Linked DNA regions of Mus musculus: regions 2, 3, 4, 5, 6 and 7 are each linked to region 1. Evidence: chromatin contacts called from public Hi-C, HiCAR-type and promoter capture Hi-C data. All regions are on one chromosome and are shown on one strand. The core of a region is the stretch at or near the end of the contact, and the rest is flanking DNA. Distances in the headings are between cores, read along the strand shown.

Evidence for each region. Promoter capture Hi-C pulls out the DNA fragments that hold promoters and counts their contacts. A called contact is a pair of places that touch in the nucleus more often than the background predicts. HiCAR-type assays count read pairs that join an accessible place to other places.
Region 2: a contact with region 1 is called in a Hi-C map of uterus, with 6 times the contacts expected there. The contact joins the promoter of Cops5 here to the promoter of Pcmtd1 in region 1. A contact is called at or near these places in 2 of 39 promoter capture datasets (cranial neural crest and frontonasal cranial neural crest), 2 of 484 Hi-C or Micro-C datasets (CD4 T cells and uterus), 2 of 115 datasets of contacts at active chromatin or transcription factors (astrocytes and pro-B cells) and 2 of 9 other capture datasets (adipose tissue and liver).
Region 3: a promoter capture Hi-C map of liver shows a contact between it and region 1, with 12 times the contacts expected there. The contact joins the promoter of Snhg6 here to the promoter of Pcmtd1 in region 1. A contact is called at or near these places in 6 of 39 promoter capture datasets (the HPC-7 cell line, cranial neural crest, hippocampal neurons and 3 more) and 1 of 115 datasets of contacts at active chromatin or transcription factors (astrocytes).
Region 4: a HiCAR-type map of astrocytes shows a contact between it and region 1, with 11 times the contacts expected there. The contact joins the promoter of Sgk3 here to the promoter of Pcmtd1 in region 1. A contact is called at or near these places in 5 of 39 promoter capture datasets (the C10 cell line, hippocampal neurons, liver and 1 more) and 2 of 115 datasets of contacts at active chromatin or transcription factors (astrocytes and pro-B cells).
Region 5: a promoter capture Hi-C map of pre-B cells shows a contact between it and region 1, with 12 times the contacts expected there. The contact joins the promoter of 1700034P13Rik here to the promoter of Pcmtd1 in region 1. A contact is called at or near these places in 6 of 39 promoter capture datasets (cranial neural crest, embryonic stem cells, hippocampal neurons and 3 more), 4 of 115 datasets of contacts at active chromatin or transcription factors (astrocytes, embryonic stem cells, large pre-B cells and 1 more) and 2 of 9 other capture datasets (adipose tissue and liver).
Region 6: a HiCAR-type map of astrocytes shows a contact between it and region 1, with 14 times the contacts expected there. The contact joins the promoter of Mybl1 here to the promoter of Pcmtd1 in region 1. A contact is called at or near these places in 2 of 39 promoter capture datasets (cranial neural crest and hippocampal neurons), 5 of 484 Hi-C or Micro-C datasets (B cells, CD4 T cells, CD8 T cells and 2 more), 5 of 115 datasets of contacts at active chromatin or transcription factors (astrocytes, embryonic stem cells, large pre-B cells and 1 more) and 2 of 9 other capture datasets (adipose tissue and liver).
Region 7: a contact with region 1 is called in a promoter capture Hi-C map of hippocampal neurons, with 11 times the contacts expected there. The contact joins the promoter of 2610203C22Rik here to the promoter of Pcmtd1 in region 1. A contact is called at or near these places in 7 of 39 promoter capture datasets (the 3T3-L1 cell line, 3T3-L1-derived adipocytes, cranial neural crest and 3 more) and 1 of 9 other capture datasets (embryonic stem cells).

The regions. Positions count from the first base shown.
Region 1 is chr1:7,087,447-7,090,447 of GRCm38.p6, forward strand. It overlaps Pcmtd1 (protein-L-isoaspartate (D-aspartate) O-methyltransferase domain containing 1), which reads left to right and starts at 1,474. Exons shown (of 6, transcript NM_183028.3): 1 at 1,474-1,770.
Region 2 is chr1:10,036,535-10,039,535 of GRCm38.p6, forward strand. It overlaps Cops5 (COP9 signalosome subunit 5), which reads right to left and starts at 1,625. Exons shown (of 8, transcript NM_013715.2): 1 at 1,136-1,625. The coding sequence starts at 1,278. Cspp1 (centrosome and spindle pole associated protein 1) reads left to right here and starts at 1,684. Exons shown (of 30, transcript NM_026493.3): 1 at 1,684-1,810.
Region 3 is chr1:9,942,546-9,945,546 of GRCm38.p6, forward strand. It overlaps Snhg6 (small nucleolar RNA host gene 6), which reads right to left and starts at 1,573. Exons shown (of 4, transcript NR_024067.2): 1 at 1,475-1,573; 2 at 65-172. It also overlaps a transcript of Mcmdc2 not described here.
Region 4 is chr1:9,796,538-9,799,538 of GRCm38.p6, forward strand. Sgk3 (serum/glucocorticoid regulated kinase 3) reads left to right here and starts at 1,593. Exons shown (of 18, transcript NM_133220.2): 1 at 1,593-1,709.
Region 5 is chr1:9,746,236-9,749,236 of GRCm38.p6, forward strand. It overlaps 1700034P13Rik (RIKEN cDNA 1700034P13 gene), which reads left to right and starts at 1,413. Exons shown (of 4, transcript NR_040462.1): 1 at 1,413-2,369. Vcpip1 (valosin containing protein (p97)/p47 complex interacting protein 1) reads right to left here and starts at 2,147. Exons shown (of 3, transcript NM_173443.3): 1 at 1-2,147. The coding sequence starts at 1,921.
Region 6 is chr1:9,698,710-9,701,710 of GRCm38.p6, forward strand. It overlaps Mybl1 (myeloblastosis oncogene-like 1), which reads right to left and starts at 1,500. Exons shown (of 15, transcript NM_001290397.1): 1 at 1,226-1,500. The coding sequence starts at 1,245.
Region 7 is chr1:9,629,646-9,632,646 of GRCm38.p6, forward strand. It overlaps 2610203C22Rik (RIKEN cDNA 2610203C22 gene), which reads right to left and starts at 1,447. Exons shown (of 5, transcript NR_015470.1): 1 at 1,416-1,447.

The sequences.
Region 1 (3,001 bases), core at 224-2,723:
ATACAGAGAAACCCTGTCTTAAAAAATCAAACCAAAACAAAACAAACAAAAAAAATTCCCATAGGGACTGAAATGAAAGAAAAAGAAAACCAAAATGTTTTCTAGTGTCTCACTGTTATTTTAAAACAGGTGAAGTGGAACTCATCTGTGATTTCTCAGAAGGCTGAGGCTCGGAGGATTTCACATTTGAGGACAGCCTGGAGATTCTGTTAAAACTCCCAAACCTTCCTAATTTATCATGTGATTTATTATGTTTATGGTAAGATGTATATATATATATATATATTTTTTTTTTTTTTTTGAGACAGTCTCATATAACCCAGGCTGACCTCAAATGAAGTATCTGCAGATAACTTTGGACTACTGATCTCTGCTGTCACCTGCGGAGCTTTTGGGATTACCACCCTGAGCCGTTACATCCACTCGATAAAATATTTTCACCTGCTAAAATTTCTGCCTAGAGTATCAGAAACCGAACCCCCAAAGACTGTTATGTGATCCCATCCTGTCCAGGGGTGCTTTGGTTCTAGGAGAGACACAAAGATAGGACTAAGGAATCCGGCCCACAGCCTCAGTCTAAGGGCTAAAAGGCCACCAAATCTAACTTCGTACTTGAGACATAAAGGTGAGCTGAAAGTCAGACCATCGCATAAGTTAACTTTGTTCCAGTTTTCAAGTGATTGGAAGCTCTCATTTTACTACTCTGTTCTTAAACACTTTACACAAGGTTACTGTAGGTGACAGCAACCTAGGCCTCAAGACCTTTTGTTTTCCTGATAGGGACTTGATATATGTATGTAGTACAGGCAGACTTTGAGCATCCCAAGTGCTGGGGTTACAAGCCAGTGCCACCACATCTGGAACGTGCATTTGGTTACAAATTACAGCATTGGGAAAGCAGTGTCTTTTTATGTGCTGGAAACAAACAAACAAACAAAAAATACAGTCCCAAAGTAGGAATCGACATGTTTACTGCGGAGGACTACAGATGTAGATGCTCCCCCTTGCTTCTGACCCTCGCCACTTCTCAACAAGCACTCCTTCCCGACACCGACACAGGCAGGGGCTTCGGCGTGGACCAAGAAGGCGTCAGCTGCGCCTGCACAGGGGGCGACGCATGCACCGCCGCCAGTCATTGGGTGCGCGCCGGGTCTGCAGGCATCCTCCCCATCACCCGATACAGAGACCCGCGGAGAGGCTGGAGATGAAGTGGCCTCGTAGATCCAGTCGGCAAAACGCCGACCGGAGGCGGAGCTGGGGACGGACTGAGTCACCAGACCCTGCGCTCCCGAGCTACGCAGCACACAAACAAAACAGCGACAGAATAGGAGGAGCCCCAGCTCTCGCGGCATCCGCGGGAGCTGCCAGCCGCTTGGGCAAGCCTCGCGTTGTTTGGTTAAGGGGCAGGGCGTTCAGCGAGAGGGCGGAGTCCAACCCAGCTGAGGGTGGGGGTGTTCCCAGGCCCCGTTGATTGGCATCTTTCTTCGGAGGGCGCCCCGCGCACGCGCAGCTCCCAGGAGGCGGTGGCGACTAGGGCAGTCCAGCTGCCCGGGTCCCGGGTTGCGGGTCGGGCTCCGCCCTCCCGCGTCGGCGCTGGCGGACGCTGTGCCGGGCCAGTCGGCTGTCTCTGCGGCGCTCCGCCCGCCGCCGGTCCGCCGCTGCTTTGGCCTGGAGGGCTCCCGCCTACGCAGGCTCGTGACGCGGGGGCTGGGACGGGGCTTCAGGGACTGAGCGGGCGCTGCCGCTGTGTGAGCGTCTTCTGCGCCTTCGGTAAGTGCGGTCCGCGTCCGCTGCTTTGGCATTTTAGACACCAGCCGGGAGAACGGATGGAGAGAGACAGGGCGAGCTGTTTTGCAGAGCCAAGGTGTTTTACAGCTTATTGCTTTTATGCGTGTTCTTTTAAAATCGTGAAACCACAGCTGTGCGTTTACAAATCTGAAGAATTTGGGTACAGAAGGAGGAGGAGGAATGCTCTTAGAAATGGAGCTAAAGTACTGCGTGCTCTGTAAGAAAAAAAAAAAAAGCTGCCAAACAATGAAGACACAAGACTCCTGCCCTCTTTCTGTCCTGGACCTCAACCCCAATATTTACGCTCCCACTACTCAGAGTAACCCGATCCCAAGTGTATGTATGCATCCAGCCTTTCAGGATTTTGTCGGTGCAAGTGAGGAGTGTGTTTATAGACGAAAATTAAAGTCCTATATAGAATATAGATTTTTGGGCCAGTAGTATACGGAACTCTCCACTCTTTTTTTTAAAAACATACTTTATTGTTAAATGTTACTGTTTAGCATGGGCTTCACACTTTCAGTAGCGAGTCAGTTAAAAGCTTATTGTATGTTTTGTGATTTGCGACGCAGTTCTATAGCTCAAGCTGAGATAGAGCCCCCTGTGCTGTGGAAGCTGACCTTGAACTCTTAGCTTCTGCCTCCACCTCCCGAGTGCTAGGATCAAACAGGAGCTGTTGTGCCTGGCCTACGTGCCAGTATTTTGCAACTTAATATATTGACTTTCACAGTATCTAAGGCCACATGCGATACTTTCATATGAAACAGGTTGCTAGTCTTTGCTTAGACCTCAGAGTTTACATGAGAGGGAATGACTGCCTAAAGATTACACAAAGTTTACTTTTTCTTTATGTCATAAAGTTTAAATACCATATGGTTAGATAGCAGCATTTAATTCTTTAAACTCTAGGAGGCTACTTTTGATGAAACTCGTAGAAAGTCACCATTTAGAAATTTTGTACTCAAATAAGAAAAAAAAAAAACCCACCACGGATTAAATATTTTGCAAGGTGAACCCTAGGGAGAAGTCTGAAAGTGGAAGAAAAGTGGTTCTGCACGCATTATTGTGCTAATCTTGCTAGCTTCCAAGGGAAACAGTCTACTAAAGTAATCATAGGCAACCGTCTTATTCCAAACAGGCCTGTCCTTAAAATCATAGACACAATTGTGCACATTTATTTAGGAATCGAACTTAAAAGACTTGAAGAGATCTA
Region 2 (3,001 bases), core at 375-2,874, 2.9 Mb after region 1:
ATCAAGATATAAATTAAAAAACTGGCTTTTCCATCTACTTGGGAAAAAGATAAAAACAACCATTACTATGCTCTCATTACATATGGCTCATCCAGAACTTCTTAATAAATTACCTTATCTCATCTTCATGACATCATTAATAGCTACGTTTAACCTTTATCTTATAGATAAGTTTAGATACTTTAGTTTCCTAATGCCAGTCAACAGTCTAAATGACAGTTATTGAGACCTGATTTTCAGTCTATTGAACCTAAGCTCATTGCTATAGTATGACCATGAGGTGTGTTTCTGAATGTATTTGCTTATTTTTCTATTTACAGAAAGGGAAAGAATCCTGGATTGTCAAGATTATTAAAAGACACGAAAATCTTCAGGCCAGTGCCAGGCCCACAGTAAGAACTCAATAAACACTGAAAACAGAGTACTGACGGTTAAAGCCAGCTGTGCCATCAGAACAAAACACCTGGAGACAGCAAGACAGTCTACTCAGCAACCTTTTGTAATTTTTTTCTTCACTCTCCTTAATACAATTTGCTCTAAAGAATCATTTGACTTGTCGTCAATCCCAAAGATACATGGATTTGGCTGGGGAAAATGCTTCTAAGCTCTCTCTTATAATTCCTGGTTTACATGAATTGTAGTAGTATTGTAGGGAACTGCTAAGAGGATTTGGTATGTGTCTAAAGAGCTGAAAAAAAACCAAACCAATCAATCCAAGAGCTCATGGATTTTTTTTTTTTTTTTAAATCAATGCTCTGCTCATTCGATTTATAAAAACAGCCACGCTCTTCAGTTTGGGAATCTACTGAAGGCTGCAACTAACTGCATGTAGCCACCAGGTTCAAGGCAGAGTGTGTGAGATTTACAAAAATAATCATGTTGACAAAAGTCGCACCCCAAGTCAGCCCTTTACACGCCCTGAAGGCAAGAAACTTTCTAAAAGGGGAATCGAAGCAGGCCCTAGAGGACAGGTAAGGCTCTACTGACAAGGCAGACTAAGGCCACTGTGGCCAATATTCGGTCGACGCCCCACAGAAAGCCAAGCTCACCACACCCTTCATCTCCCACCCCTCGCGGGTCTCTCACAGTCCCGCCATCCCTGCCCTCCCCTGCGTCTCGCCAGGGACCTCCTCACTCCTTAGTCCAGGGTTTCGCCGCCAGGATTTCTTGTTGTTGTTTTTTGTCATATTTGTAGATTTCATCGATACTCTGCGCTTCCTGCATGTTGTTGGCCAATTCCCAGGTTTTCTGGGCCATACCACTCCCGGAAGCTGCCATGGCCGAGGCACCGGAGAAGCTGTCGCTCCACAATCAAGATGCAACTTTCTTCTACTGGGCCTCAGCGTGCGGGCTTTGGACCTTCCCCACCAGGGTGCACACTCACTAGACTCTCAAGGCAGCCATGACACTTGAGACCGGAGGTGACGTTGGTCCAGACCATTCGCGCGCTGGGGCGCGGCGGCGGCGCAGCGACATAGAAAACACTTCCTTAGGGTTGGCTCGGCTCGGCTCGGCTAAGATCAGTCTTGCCGGTGAAACGAGAACATGCTGGCTCGGAAATCCGTTCGTGTGAACTGCGAGGGACGCAAAGCCTCGGTGTGGGAATGGTACAGCCTTTCGCGCCGGAAGGCGGGACTATTGGCCTGCCAGGAAGGAGTCGGCCGGCTCGGCTCGTACTGCGCAGACTCAGATGCCACCATATTGTGTGTAGGAGGAAACTTGAGTTTGGGGAATTATGTTTATGTGAGTGTAGGTGCTTCAAACGAAATAAATTGTTTGGAATACTAAATATCTCTAGAGAAACAGAGGTGTAAGTATCTCCGGATTATTGGTTTTGGAGGGGGAAGATCGCGTGACTCTTTTAAGATAATTTGCGGTGTGTTAAGCCTCCGGGGTTTGTGGTTGGCGTTCCGCTTTTGTGTTTTCGCTACTGTTGCGAGGTGGCAAGCAAAAGTTACCGGTTGCTAAGATTAACTTTTTTAGGGACTTTATAGGGTAACATTTTATACAAGTGTTAGGAGCGGTGAATGCCTTAGGCGCTACTTTTTAAAAAAGGTTTGTCTCAGTGCAGATTTAATCTCCGCAACCTGTGCCTTCCAGCAGTTAATGTGAAATTTGTTTCAGTCGTATTTTTAGGTTTTCTTCCCTCACATTCTCATCCCCAATTGCCCACTAGACTGTAAGTTGAAGGCATGCATGAAATTTGTGTTTTATTTAATTCTAATATATTTAATTTTTTTCGTAACACGGTTCTTAAAGACTTCTCCAGCTTCATCATCTTCTTTTAGCTCCCCCAACCCAGTTTTTCATTCTATTAGAACTTTTTTCCTTGGCTTAGTAATATATTAGTTGTTAGGCATTGCTTGAAATGCACTTCTTGACATTTCTGCTTTAGAGCACACAGATTTTAAAAAGCACAGCTCGGAGATGCCTTTCCTTAACTCTTCGTCAGTAACTGCTCCTTCACAGGAATTCGAAGGCTCTGTAGCTGCTTCACCTGGACCCCGGGGTTTTTGCAGTTCTGGAACTATGTAGTCCAGGCTGGCCTCAAACTCGAGAGCTGCCTGCTTGAGTGCTGGGATTCAAGGCGTGCACCACTACTGCCCGTCTGTATCCTCTTCTAATGCAGGTGCTTTTGCCTGGGCTGCAGGAGACCCTGTTTCAAAAAGTCAAGGAGCTGGGCAAACAAAACAGAGCAAGGACATTGCAACATTCTTCTAATTCCAGTACTTGGGAGGTGGAGAATGGAGAATCAAGAGTTCCAACCCCGCTTTCTCCCTGGACTATTGGAGACAAAATAACGAAACCAAAAATAAAAATAGAATCTTCTTAAAGTATAACTTCGGGCACACTAGGGACATTAGAGTACATTAGTATCTTAAGTTCTTTCTGAGAAGCTTGTGTAAGCTTGTTCCAGTGGTCACAATACACAGCCACTCGAAACATACAGAATAACATGTTGAAATGGTAATGAAAGCCCAGGACAGAGAGTTGACCAGAC
Region 3 (3,001 bases), core at 323-2,822, 2.9 Mb after region 1:
CAGCTATTAAGGCCCTGTTAATCAAACCTCAAAGAAAAAAAAAAACCACACACACAATTTGTACCTTGTTATTGGCAAATGTAGTCCTGGCAGCTTGTTTCAATCACTCTCCATGACAAGTGTTTAGAAAATATTTGTTCAAGCACCTTCAAATGAGCAGGTTTTGTTGCACCTAAAAATTAAAATATTTGTGAACTCTCATTTTACTTCCATGTTTTAATACCTTGCATGAGTGTGCACTGGCTACTTTTATGTCACCTTGACACAAGCTAATCACTGGTGTAGGAAGCTACAATTGTAAAAATGCATCCTTAAGATAGGGCTGTGGACAAGCACGCCTGTAAGGCATTTTCATAATCAGTGACTGGGGTAAGGGGGCAGCCACCTCCCCTGGGCTGGAGGCCCTGTGTTCTCTAAGAACCAAAGCGTAAGCTAATAGCATCCTCCATGGCTTCGGCATCCGCTAACTCCAGGTTCCTGTGGTGCTTCAGTTCCTGTCCCATCATCCGTCCATCACAGACAGAAAAACATTTTACTCACGCCCTTCACTGCCAGTACTAACTTAAAGGACTGAGTACCAAGCCTTGGCTTCTCAGTCTTGGTGCTTGCACGGAAAAGCTTGAGGCATATATGCAATTGTGCAGACCATCACTGGGACATTAGAACAGGAAACGGCATGGCCAGAGTCACAAATCAGAGAATGAATGATTGAACCGATTACTGGTGATGACTTATCACCTGCAAACCGATGAGAAATCCTTAATCATTTTCATATTTGAAACGCTGAGTTTACAGAAATCCAGAGTACCCAATTTGGCTTACAGATACCAACAGTAAAGTATAACATGCAGGCCTGAAATGTAGTGTTCTTTTGTATCCACACGCTTCAGAACTTACCACCACCTTCTTTTGCCAGCATCCCCACCCTGCGTGGCTTTCAAATAGTTTGAAAATTTTGCTCCAACTTTAGATCGTACTTACAGGGTTGATCCATGAATACAAGCTTTTTAGAGTGATGCCAATACTTCAGATCAAACTATTAATCTTTAAAAAAAAAAAAAGCCAAAAAAAAAAAAAAGCCTAAAATTGGCGGTCTTAACATCTTAGAAGCAGTACTTTTCCGCCTCTGTAAAATTTCCTATGGATTACTCACTTAGGAAGCCTGAAACAGACCGCATGGTGGCTTTTCTTGGGGATACAAAGGGGCTCCCGCCAGGGTGCAGGCCCAGATGAAAGCTGCCGCCAGAAGCGGCCGCTTGTGCCCGCACTTCGAAGCGTCCAGAGGAGCAGGCCTTATAACTAATCTCGGTTAAGATTTGGAGACCATTGGGAACGCGCCCCGCCGCTCACAGCGGGCCAAGGGCCACACCGAACCCGGGAGCCATGGGGCCCCCGTACCCGGCTAGAGACGGACGCCGCCAACAAGGAAGCCCTCTCCGCACACACGGGGTTAAGCAGACCGCAGGATTCGCACCTGGAAACGCCCAAGGACACGCCGGGTTCGGCCGCCCGCGGCCTCCGCTGTGCGCCATGCTGCACCGTCTGCTCGCGCTCTACGGCGCTGCCGAGAAAGGAAGTGGCCCAGCGTGCGCGACCCTAAGGCGCTCCTGTAGGCCCCGCCTCTTCCGGCCAGCCCTCTTCTGCGTGCTCGCCTTCACCCCCTCCTCTTCCGGCTCTGTGTTTCTAGTGGGGCGGAGGGAGCAGGTTGTGGGAATTAGTGCGAATACTTCCGCTAGAGCTTTTTAATTGATTTTTCAAGTAATGAATAATGCCTTAAAATAGGACAGTCTCCCAGTCCAGGTCCTTATGTTTGCTGGGTCTTCTACATCCTCACCTACTTCAGTGTTTAAAAACCGTTGGTATTAGAAACTATTTAATTTTTTTTTTCTAAGATGTATTTTATATGTATGGGTGTTTGGCCTGCACGCTAGCCATGTGTGCCTCGCCCGAGAACCTGGTACTGACAGAGTTCAGTAGAGAGTGTCAGATGCCCTGGAACTGGGGTTATATGTGACCCAACTTACAATATGAGTGCTGGGAATCTAACCCTGGGTCCTCTGGATGAACAGTCAGTGTTCTTAACTGCTAAGACATCCCCAGCCCACAGCAGCTCCATTAGAGTTAGTGTTCTGGAAGCAGCAAGCACACGGACACACTCACAGAAAGAGAGATAAAAATTGATTGTCAGAAAAAAAGGAGCGTGCAGGGCGTGGTGGCGCACACCTTTAATCCCAGCACTTATTCCCTTAAATCCCAGGCAGGCGGATTTCTGAGTTCGAGGCCAGCCTGGTCTACAGAGTGAGTTCCAGGTCAGCCAGGGCTACACAGAGAAACCCTGTCTCGAAAAAACCTAAAGAAGAAAGAAAAAAAAAAAAAGAAAGAAAGAAAGAAAAAAAGGAGAAGCTGTTAATGAGTTTGATTTGTAATAGTAATAGAATTTTTCTTAGTCATGAAGTAGTCACCGGGCTGGAGAGACAGCTCAGCTAGTTAAGAGCACTGACTGCTTTTCCAGAGGTCCTGAGTTCAAATCCCTGTAACCACATGGTGGCTCCCAACCATCTGTAATGAGATCCAATGACCTCTTCTGGTGTGTCTGAAGAAAGCTAAAGTGTACTCACATACATAAAAATAAATAAATATATCTTTAAAAAAAAAAGAAAGTAGTCACCTAATGTGTTAGAGTTACTATTGTTGAACTTAATGGTCATGATGAAACACCACAACCAAAAGCAAATTGGGGAGGGAAAGGGCTCATTTGATTTAGCATTCTAAGCCACTATTCATCACTGAAGGAAGTCAAAATAGGAACTCAAGCAGTACAGAAACCAATGCAGAGGTCATGGAGGGGTGAAGCTTACTGGCTTATCTCATGCCTTCTCAGCTTGCGTCTCAGGATCCCTGGCCCAGGGGTATCCTCACCTACAAAGAGCTGGCTTCTCTCTCAGCCTCTGACTTTTTACTCTCCTTGGCCTCAAACTAACTCTGGCGATCTGTTCTCATC
Region 4 (3,001 bases), core at 343-2,842, 2.7 Mb after region 1:
CCTGTATGCATGCTTACATGTGTGTGCATGTACACACACACACACACACACACACACACACACACACACACTCACTCACAAGCCCATACCTAACTTCCTCTTAATCAAATGAAGATCATCCTCATTTCTTGTCCATAAATGTTGGTGGGCTCTCGATCTCTCTTCCCCCCTCCCCCGCCCCACGTTCTTTATAGTGGTAAGACAAATTTATCCTGGAAACACTAAAATGGTTTCCATCTGTTTTTTTTTTTTTCCCTAACGTCAAAATGTGGTGATAGTTAGGTATTTATCTTTTAATCGAGAATGATGTCATTCCCTTAGTGTTTATTGACATAAAATTTCCTTTTGTCCAAGAGCATTTCTTCAGTATTATGAATATGGCTTTAATTAGCAGATACACTGATCACTTGTTTTTTTGTCACAGAGAAGATGTGTGCTTTATTGTGTGTATTGCTTTGTAAGCAGATCATAGTGGAACATATAAATGACTGCTGCAATATGTTGGGCTCTATGAACTGTATTTTCTTGTCCATTTCCCAAAGCCATGGAGAATCGCTGTTAAGAAAGTCCTGTGAGAATAATAGGTTTCACAGTATAAAAGAATTTGGGTTCACAACCTATTTTAAGGACAAGGCCATATTGCAGCATGGATAGTACAAATAACTTTTCTTACATTTATTCATGAGGCTAAATCTTCTGAGTATCGTTCTAAAATATAAAGAGTTCTTTGAATTTACGGAACTCACTCATTCATCTCAGTTCCTCTATTTGTTCATAGATTTGTGGCAAATTTTCTGGAACCATATGATTCAAAGGGTAGATTAATGTAAAATATGAAGCATGCCATGCAGACAGAAATCCTTTAAACAGTTGTGTGGGTCTACTTTCACGTGGTATCAGATAAAACCTAAACTACAGTGGTGGTGTGGCTCTCTAGTTCAAAATTTTAACTCTACTCCACAACCATTGAATCGTGTAATTCTTAGTTCCCCATTCACAGAACGGGTTTTTAAAAACGCAGCTTCTGTAGTTAAATGGACAAGCACCAGCAGTAGAGTGTGTTGGGTAGTTTAAAAATAACAAACAAAAATAATCCATAGATCTAAAATGATCAAGAGAAACGCATATTATCTGTACATAGCATCTATCTGCCAATTTGTGAGAGCCCTCGCTCATCCATAAACACTGGTCAAAAAAAAAAAAAAAAATCAATCTGCTGACGTGGGAAAAAGTGTAGAAAACTGCCCAGAAAAAGCTAAAGGAAGCACAGTGGGCTCTCCAGATCGTCCGAATACTTATTTGGCTTCTGCAGCGTCCAGCTTGCAGGAAGCCGCAGCCCCCAGCCCTCTGCCACCGCCCGGGTCCGCTCTGCCGCCCGGGCTCCCGAGTGGGCCAAGGTCACCCTCGCCGCGGACCTCGCGCATCCCGTCAGCTGAGCGCAGGAGTCCGGCGGCGTCTCCTCCTGAACTTTGCACCCCGCGTGACGGGCGAGCGCGGGTAGCCGAGCGGTCCCGCCATCCGCGCGGGTCCCGGCCGACCCCGCCGTCCCCTCGCGCCGCCCGCCCGCCCGCCCGCCGCCCGGCGCTTCGCGGGAGGAGCCGCCGTGACGCGTCAGGGAGGAAACGCCGGCGCCCGGCCGCGCCGCCGGGAAGAAGAAACTGCCAGCGCTCTGGGCTCCGCGCCCGGGCGCCCGGACGCCGCACAGCCGGGTAGGTGCGGGGCGGGTGCGCCGGTCTGCGTGCCGGGGTCCCGGCCGGGCTCTCTCGGGCGCCGGGGTCCCGCCGCGGCCCGGCGCGGTCTTTGTGTGCTCCGGGAGAGCTCAGCGCCGTGGCGTGGGGCTCCCTCGCGCGGGGGAGCGCGGGCGGCTCGCCCGGCCCCCCGAGCGGGGCAGCGGGTGGCGAGGACCCGGGAGCCCACCTGACGCGGGATGGGGTTCTGCGCGGACCCGCCGGGGCGACGGTGTGAAGTGGTCGGCAGGGCTAGATCGCGTCGCCACTCTTTTTCAAGTTCTCAGACTCGAACCCTTCGGTCTGTTTTCGCTCGGTCGATTCTCACGGTTCAAGCACCGACGAATGCCGCCTTAAAGCGCGCTGAGGTTTTCGGTTCTAGGGCGCGCTTAGGGATGGTTCTTTGGACCGGTAGAAAAGAGAAGGGATTCGCCTCTTGAAACAAAGGTCTTTGACTTAATGTTGCACCGAATGCCTGGTTGAACTGCAGTTCTGCAGGCAGAGACTATGCTGGATGCACTTAGGATTCGAGAATAAACACAGAAGAAGAAAGAGAGAGAGAGAGAGGGGGAGAGAGAGAGAGAGAGAGAGAGAGAAAGAGAGAGGAAAACAAAACAACAAAACCCCAAAAACGCCTCTTGGGTAGAGTCTTGCCCTTCTCACTAGATTGTTTACCTAACAGGCCTGGAAAGTGCCTGCTTTATTTAGCAAACACAGCTCATACTATGAACTGCTCTGTTTCCTAAGTGCTTTATAAATATTACCTCAAATTCTTAACTCAAAATGATAAGTTATTTGTGGTTGTAGCCACGAAGAGGCCATGCATACTCTAGTTCCCCAATGTTATAGAAAGAGCTGGAAACATTAGAGGAAGTTTCAGACATATTTTAGGAATGGGTGTGCCTTCTGCCCCCTTAGGCTACCACTCCCTTAAGGCAAGTTCTTACCCTTCATTCCCCGTAGGATTCAGGCGTGGAGAGATGGGACCTGTTGCTGGCAGGTCTCAGGCCAGATCCCATGTAACTTCAGAAAGGTGGACTCTCTGATTCCAAGTCTGACAACTCAGACATCAGAAGTTCCCTTTCTTTACACTGCCACTGGACTGAACCTAGTTTTGTTTTTATAGGGAGCTTTGTTTTCAATATGTTTGACAATTTATATGACGTGGCTCAGATGGGAGCATCAGATTAAACTTGAACTGTGAAACAGAACCCTTTTTGTTTGTAGACATTACCATTAACAGTTTGGTAATTTTTTTTTTTGCGGTTGGTTGT
Region 5 (3,001 bases), core at 163-2,662, 2.7 Mb after region 1:
TCTCACTCCCAAATTCACCTGGAAAGTGCTTGGTAACAAGTTTCATTGCAACATCATAAACATTACTATTCAAAGATGGATCGCTTTCATACTGAAACCAATATACTGTTTCTCTGACTACTCTTCCTCCCCACTCCAAAGTGATAGGAAAAGCTTCTGGAAGATTGTCATACTCTTTACCTTCCCAAAAATGTTTGAATCCACAACCACATTTGCCACCAGTAGACCTAGAATTAGTTCTGTCTCCATCCAAATACACAATAGAGCCATCTCCTCTGACTCTTCGCACAGATGAGCCATGGCACCAATTACAAGCTGTTAGATTACTCAATCCATAGTCTGGTAGCAGAACATCTTTTACTGGATCATATGAACAAACCAAATTGTTTAAGGGAAAGCTGTAATTTTTGTCAGGCCTCAACTGCCCATGAGTACTTTTTGCCAAGTTATACAGTTTCCCTCCTGGAGCCAACCACTCAGAAGGGACATGAAGTTCAGAAAGGGCACCACAAAGCAAACACTTGTGAAGGCGATTGTCCATTACTGCCTTTTTAGCAGCTGCTGTAACTTCCTCAGGCTGAACTCCTATCACCCCAGTCCTTCTGTAGAAATACTGATGTACATCAGCAACCAAACTAGGATGGATACCATGTTTGTCCATAAAGACTTCTTCCATAGCAGCAACCAGCCTAAGTAAGTACTTATCCTGCAAACTTCTGTCTCCTCCAATAACACAGCCACCATCCTCCTCAAGCTTGATGTACTTTTTAATAAGGTCCTGAGGCACACCCCATGCTTTAGGTAACAAATTCATGGGTAGTTTGGGCAGGGCAGCCCCCTTTATGCCTACCAAGGGAATATAATGGTTTCTACCAGAGCTACTCCACGCAATACAGATTGGCTTGTTCAAATGACCATCTCTCCCAGTGCATTTCTCTGCAGGTATGAGGCCAGGTAGAAAGGTGGCTGAATAATCACCAGAGCTTCTCATGCCGCTGAGGGAATCTAAAAGAATTATGGGACGATGTAACACATTGGCAAGGCCGAATATGTGGATATTCCTCAGGCCTAAGGGGACACCTTCAGGTGGCACAAACAGAGGGTCACATTCATTGATAATGTCCTCCCACTCGGCAGCATCAATAAAGTCATGAAACAGGGCTTGATATCGGGCTAGGTGCTGCTGAAAGTGCTGCTTAAGATTCTCCCTCAGAGCATGCCAGAAGAGCTCTCGGCCTACTAGAGCCCTAGACACAGCATGCACTAGGCAGTGTCCATCCCCATCCACATGCACTGGGATGAGGCATTCTTGACTTTTATTAGCCCGTTTGATATCCTCGAGCGTGTCGTGCAAATACAGGAGGCTTCCGGAGCGGTCCTTGCCATAGCCCACTGTGTTGACGTGCTCTGGTTCGATGAGGAAGGCCCGGTCACCAAGTAACGCGCAATCGAACAGTTCGCCTTGGTTCATGTCCCGGAGAAGCTTGGCCCGGCCCGTTTGTTTGTCCATTCCATAGCGTGCCAATATTGGCGACAATAATTTGCAGTGGTAGTTGGAGAGGCCCATCACCTTTACCAGTTCCGTGTTCTTCTTGGGAGCCCCCGTCACTCCGAGTAGCGCGTTCCGCAGCAGATTGTGCAGCACTACGTCCGGGTCGGTCACCTCCTCCACTCCCAGCAGCTGTTGCTGCTCGTGCCGCTGTCCGCACTCGGTACACTCGATGCTGACAGAACCCGAGGCCGGGAAGAAGAGGCGCGCCTGGCACTTGGGATCCGGGCAACTCCCGGAAAGGATTCTTCGGTCCCTTCGTTTCGAAAGGCCCCCCGGAGAAGCCGCCGCCGCCAGAGACGACGAAGTCTGCGGAGCCTCAGGGGGAGGCGGCGGCGGCGGCAGCGGAGGAGGCGGCGGCGGCTGAGACATCGCTCTCGGCTCTCGCTCGGCGTCCCAAGCGACCCTCAAAGGCACATAGCCAGACCTCCGCCGGCCCGACGAGGTCTAGTCCAGGCCCAGGGCGAATGGCTTTCCTTTTCCTACCAGTTCCTCCTCCTCCTAGGCGAAGGCGGAAGCGCCGGACGTTGTTTCTCTTCTCACTTCTCCACTGCCTTAGCCGTTGCCCCGAACGTAACGGCCACCACCCCACCCCGCACTCACACTCACTCACTCTCGCTCTCTCCCTCAGACACAGACATACACGCCCTCACTGAGACTGCGCAGGCGTAGCTTCTGCTCTGCCCTCTGGGAACCAGAGTCTTCCGGCTCCTCTCTCGCGAAGGAGTGCTAGGCGCTTCCGTCCAGAAAGAACTTCAAATACCGTGATGCAAAGCGACTCGACGCACGCGGGGAGGAGGAAGAGGAAGGCACTCGGAAGGTGGGGGCAGAAAGGAAGTCGATGATTCGCGGAGCTTGTCGGTAGTTGTATTTTTAACTGGATCTCTTTTGTAGTTTGTCCCCCATTCTATGGCCCACGAGAAAGAGTCAGAGAAATCACATTCCTAGGCTGCTGTGGGTAGTGTCCCCCTGCACTTTCCCCTTGCGCAGAAAGGAGTGTGCTTGGGGAAAACAAAAGTGCAAAGGATTGGTGTGGAAGAGGGTCTAAAGTCCACCACCACTGCTAGGAAGTCCGGGTTAAAGGTCCTAAGAACATGGAAGGAGTTTTCTATGAGGCTACTTTTTTTTTTAAGTATATTAATTTTTCAAATACGATGTCATTTTTTTAAAATTACCACTTAGCTAGCAAGTGCCGTAACTGAGCTTCTATCTTATTCGTAGTTATAAGCTGGTAGGTTAATGATGAAAGGTCACAGTTTGAGAATTACTGATCGCCAACTTGTAAGAACACTTTTAAAGAAAACATCCTGTTATTATATTTGTCTTTTTGTATGTCTGTCTGTCTGTCTGTTTATTTGTTTATTTGTTTGTTTGTTTGTGTAGAATTCACTAAATAGACGAGGGTGGCCTCAAATCCACAGAGATCCACCTGCCTCTATCTCCTGAGTGATG
Region 6 (3,001 bases), core at 250-2,749, 2.6 Mb after region 1:
TAAACAGTTTTGGTTGTCCTGACTGTAGGAAAAAGGGCTACTGTCTTCTACTGAGTAAAGGTAAAGGTGCTGCTAAAAACCCCTACAACTACCTCATCCAAAATGATAAAAGACCAAGGTAGTGTGCCTGTGGGTGTATGCGTATATGCACACTTGTTCCACTTCAATGTTCAATCTATTCTGCAGCCACTTTATATAAAGTAATTATGTCATAATTAAATTTATGTTGATATCTGCAGAACCAACCTACATATAGAAGAATATATGAATAAAGCCAAGTATTTTATGCGTAGTTATTTTAAATCAAACTCTGCAATGAATGACTCTCAGTACTAAATTTCAGCTCAGGGAATATGACTCTTAGATTTTGAAGCTGTGTATCTAGATAAATGGAAATTCTGAGAAATACTTTTCAGGTTTCCTTAATACTGAAAATCGAGACACTAGATTTTTTTGTCATCTGATTATGCCACACAATTTAGGAGTAGCTATTACAATAGCATAAAATAAAAGTTAGGTGCATAAAGACATCCTAGCACATCTTTCTACAACAACAACATTGTGTCCTACTTGTTACAATGCCGATACAATCAGAATCAAACATGAATACTTGAGATACAAAGTAACTAAGACACATTGGTTTAGGATCAAGTTTACTCGATAGTAACAACGTAACAATGTCCTCAGAAGATACTAAGAAAAAGAAAAGCTCAGAAGAGCAGTGCGCACAAGGGAGATTTAGCGAATTCCCTTCTCAAGATTTCCCAGAACCGTGCCCGCCCAGGTTTGTCAAGGAGATCTGTTTTGATTTGGCACGATTAAGTCAGAGGAGAGAACCCCATTTCAAGTCATCCAGGCAAACACAACCGCTTCCCCTGGCGTGGCGTATCCCCTGACAGTGGGCAAACTTACCTGGCAAGAAACCTCCCTGAAAGTGGCTGTGAGAAGTTAGAAGTCTGGGCGTGAGCTGTGGGAGAATCCGTCAATGCAGCAACCTGAGCATTTGTTAGAGAGAGTCCTACACACAGTCGTCTAATAATGATGGAGTCTAATAATGATAGATGCTCTCAGGCCAGCGCGGCCGAAGCGGGTGTGGGACACCCACCGAACAGGAAAACCTATGCCCCCCAGGCTCGAGAGGGCCTAAGTGGGGACCAGCAGGAAAGGACAGAGAGCAAGAGTCGAGACAGGGCCGCTAGGCCGGGTCCGAGGGGATGGCACCCACCTGCGCGACCTCTTCGCCATCCTTCAAGTACCGCATAGGCGCGGGCTGGGCGGGGACGCGGGGTCAGCCTCCTCCAGCCTGGGGCCAATGCTCCCTCTCCGAGACCCACCCGCCGCTTCCCCAACTCCTTCCCTCAGGTGACCGAGAGCGGAAAGCAGGCCCGGTCAGGTCAGGGCCAGGCGGGACTGAGGGACAGAGGGGCGGACCAAGACCCACTGCTCCTAGCCGCGGCCGGGCCCGGCCAGGGATGCCCTGGACATGTCAGGAGGCGTGCTCCCGCCCGCCGCCGCCCCGCCCGCCGCCGCCGCCTCCGCCTCAGAGCTGCCGGCCCTGCGCCGCTCCGTCACGGGCGCCGACCCCCGCCCTCTCCCCGCAGCGAGCAGCACTGCAGCACTCGCAGCCTCCTGCAGGGTTTTGTCCGCACCGCCGAATCTCGCGCCCAGCCTCCCTCAAGAGCCGCCGTTTGAATCTGCGCACGCGGCCCCGAACCTCATTGGCTGGGGCGGCCGCGCGCAGGGGGGCGGGGGCGGGGCGGCGAGGGCGCGCGCGGCAGAGGGCGGGGCCGGCGGGGCTAGAAGCCAGGATTGGAACTCGCGGGAGTCCCGGAGCGCCGTGGAGCCGGGGGAGGGGCGGGGCGGGATGGGGGAGGCGCGAGGCCGGTTCACGGGCCGAGGTGACAGGACACGGAACGCGGGGTGAGCCACCCAGTGGGGCGCGGAGATTGCTGGGAAGGCGAGTTTCTGCGCCCCGGGTGTGTGCCGGAAGAGGCGCCGGGGCCGATCCAGCCGCCGCCACCTCCGGAGGGGTGCGGAGCGTGCCTCTGGGGCGGGGACAGTCGGGGTCCTGGGCAGGGGAGGACCTCGCGGGCGCTAGTTCGCGCTGTGAGTCTCGCCACTTAAGGGCGCGGTCATCTACTTAACCTTCTAGCCAGGAAACTTGCGCGGCCGTTATTTTCTTAAGCATGTGTGAGTTAGTTCTGCGCCGAAAGGACAAGGAAACTGGCCAAGACCCTGTTGTTGTGTCTTTTGTTTTCCCCAGAGATGAATAAAAGTGTGATAAGTGGGGAGTTGTTATCTCGAGGCTTGCGTGGAACGGGAAAAGGTTGATAGTGCTCCAGAAGCTCAACCTCGTACTCCGTCTACAAAGGGGGCGGGATGCTCTTCGCGGGGAACCCAGAGTCCCGGAGGTGCGCCTGAAAGCTGGAGTAACTGAAATCTTGCATAGGGGAAGGGGCCTCTTACAGTTGCAACTTCTCAACAGTTACACGGTTAAAGAAGCATACAAGGAGATTATTAACTACAGTAGCGATTAGACACGGCGAAGAGCCCAAATTTGCAAGACACCATGCTCTACTGCATAGAGTGATGAACCACAGATCAATGTTGTTACAAACTGACATTTTTTGCTATTTTGAAACTGTACGCATCGTCTTTTGCAAATCAGAGATACAGGTGCAAATACAAATCAAGATGAGCTTGCAATTCAAAACAACCAGGTAGATACACACTCGCTTTTAAAAAAAAAATAACTTCCTTTTTCTCAAGATATATTTTGGGAAGGAAAAGCACTTTTAAATTATTTTCTGAGTTCCATAGTAGCTTCTAAAGAGAGAGACTAATTTAGAAATTAATATTTTTGAGACAAGGTGTTGTTATGTACCCCAGGCTGATCTTGAACTCAGTATAGAGCCCAGACTTTCTTCATGATCTACCTTAGCTTCACCAGGGCTACATGATGGAATGCTCCTCCTAGTCTTCAAATGTCATTTGGAAGCAT
Region 7 (3,001 bases), core at 197-2,696, 2.5 Mb after region 1:
AATGTACCTGTCTTATAGGCTAAAGTATAGGCCACACAAGCATGAAATGGATCGGAGCAAGAAGGGGTTGCCCTTTACGTTGTTGTGGGTCATATAAACCTTAGGGATTGGAGAGATGAATCTGAGACTCAATTTGAGACTAGAAAGTAAGATTTTAAATTCTTTGCACTCCCACAGCCTAACACCCTTCTGAAGCAAATGTCCTCTATAAAGAAGACAGGAAACTGTTAGCAGGGTCCCCTGCCATTCAGCCCAAGAGCTGTGAACCCCTGACAGTGTAGAAACTGCTGCCAAGTGAGAAGCCGGGTGCCAGACCCCACCTCACAGTGGTGAGCCTCCTTGCTGCCTGAGTTTCTTTGAACCTCTATTTTGCATTCAAATTAAATTACCTACCCGATCTACCTCACCGGCTGATGAAAACTCAACAGAGCCCAAGCCTAACCGGGCTTTGCAAATTGTGAATTGCATTAACATATGGTGTGATAATCCGCCCCATTCAGAAGAAGCAGGGACGGGTGGCGAGCAGTGAGTGATTCAGCCAGCCAGGCAGGAACTGAAAATAGAATCATTTCCTGAGCCAGGGTCCAGGGTTCTCTCTCAGAAGAAGGTGGGCAGGGGAAGGGCTCCAGGGCGGCTGAACACAAGGCTCTCCATTTCCCACTGTAGCATTTGGGCTGATCCTGCAGCCCCAGGTGGTCACCCAGTGTGCCAGGTCAGTCCGGGCCAGTGACCCTTGCTTGGCTCAGAAGCAAGATGTGGGTGGTGACGACTCTTTTGAATTCAAAAGAGTCTACTTGCTGCCAACTGCTGCCTTTGGCCTCCTGCCTGCATTCCCTACCAGCAAAATTAGTCCTCAACTGAAACCTACAAAGTGCATTGGCTTAGGAGACCACAGGCTTTTGTCTGTCTGCTCCAACTCGGAGGAAGAAGGCCCAGCCCTGCTCATTTAGCCTCACTAGACTTCAAACCAGACCCTAGGACTAAAGTGCTCCTGAGGAGTCAGGTCTGATGGGAAGCTTGCTTGGTAAGGTATAACCAGGCAGAGATTTGGTACTTCATAAATAAGCCCTCTGCACCACATTCTTGTTATTCATGCAGGCCAAGTAAAGCAAGACAATAACTCAAGAAACAGTGACCTCACCAGGAAAGCAGGCTATGTAGTCTCACACACAAGCCTCACGGCCATAAATCCAGGAGACTATTCCATGAAAATTCTCTGTCCTTGCAGAGGAGCAGGGACAGTGTGGAGGCAGGGAGGAGAGAGCCCTCTTATCTACAGAGATCTCCCTTTATGCCTCAGAAATGAAAGGACACTTCTCTCTCTCTCTCTCTCTCTCTCTCTCACACACACACACACACACACACACACCCACACACACAGGTGGACCTGTACCCTTGTCACTTTGTAGACATACCAGAAGGAATTCAAAGCTGCTTGTCATCTTCGTCCTCTTCGTTCTCTAGGGCCTGTCCAGGCTCTTGCCAGCAGACTGCTCTGCAGCTGGATGCTATTGTAAACTATGCTTCCGCATCTGTGTCATGCTCTTCCTTAGGAGAGGGCTAAAGATGGAGCTCAGGGGAAGTAGGAAGAGGAAAGATGCTTCCTGTTCTGGCTACTTACTCTCTGCTCTCCCAGCCCAAGGAGGAGTGTAAAAGGCTCTATTCCTAGCCTCTGAATCCTCAGGTTAAAGCTACAGATCTTCTGGGATTCCTCTCTGGGTTCAGTGGACTGTTGCATGTGAAGACAGATAGACAGTTAACAGGCACTGGTGTATGTAGTTTACATGTGGTGGGCTCTGAGCTAAGTGCTTAAAGTACCTCAGCTCATGTGATCCTCCATCCAAGATGGACTTTTATCTTCCCTATAGATGATTAAAAGGTCAGAAAGGCCTTCATGTTCCTGATGAGAGCCGAAATTTCCTTTTAGAAAGAAAACGTTGCTTGTGCCTCCAAAAGGCTGGAAGCCAAGGAAGGAGGCCAAAAAGGGCCCTCAGCCAGCCCATTACTCAGCAGGTAAGCAAGCTAGTTGTGAAAGACAGTGGCTCAGTTGTCATCCCAGTGTCCAGGGCAACAGTACAAACAGTGTACATAACACAGGTCAATGCCCCAGCCTTTCTGACTTAAAAAAAAAAAAATCCCCTGCGGCATGTGGTGAGAGGGGGCAGGGTACAGGGAAAGCAGGTAGGCTTCCTGATGACATGAGAACATACCTCCACCTGGGGATACTTCCAGCCTCTTTGTTGTGCTTTGGCGGTGCTTGTGCAGAAAATAAAACCACTGGCCCAGTTCCCACTTCAGTTATTCTTTGAGTGTGGAGGTGGTCTCCAGAAGGAAGGGGCTCCTCCACCAAGAAACCTGTATTTGTGACAAAGGTTTCAGAAACATGCCATCCCCCCCCCCCACTTCACAATTTAATGCTACACTTTGCAATGCAGATCCTGCCTTCTCTCAAAGAAGACAAAAAGCAAAAGTCATCTAAAAGTAATAGAATTTAGCAGAGTGAGAAGAAATGATCAGGACACAGATCCTAGAAGAAATAAATGGAGAAAGAGATGTGGAAGTTTGAGACAGCAGAAAGAAAACAATGGAAAAAAGAGGAGAATTTAAAGAAGCTCACAGTGAGGGCTATGGGGACAATTCAGCATTGGGGAAAACATGCTGCTCTTGCAGAAGACCCAAGATCTCAGCACCCATATTTTGGGGATTCCACACCCTTTTCCGACTTCATAGGCACTAGGCATGTACTTGGTACACATATATGCACTCAGGCAAAACACATACACATGGCACAAGAATAAATACATATTTATTTATTTTAAAAACGCAGCTCAAGAGTGGGTAAGCAAGATCATGTTGATGTTGAAATCAAAATCAACTCACTTTTCAACCTCCAAGACTGGACACCAGGTGGGCAGAGACAAAGCATGCTTTTATGTGCCATAGTTCATGAAAGGTACCAACATACGAAAATTAGAAAACTATGTGACCTGTGTGGGTATTT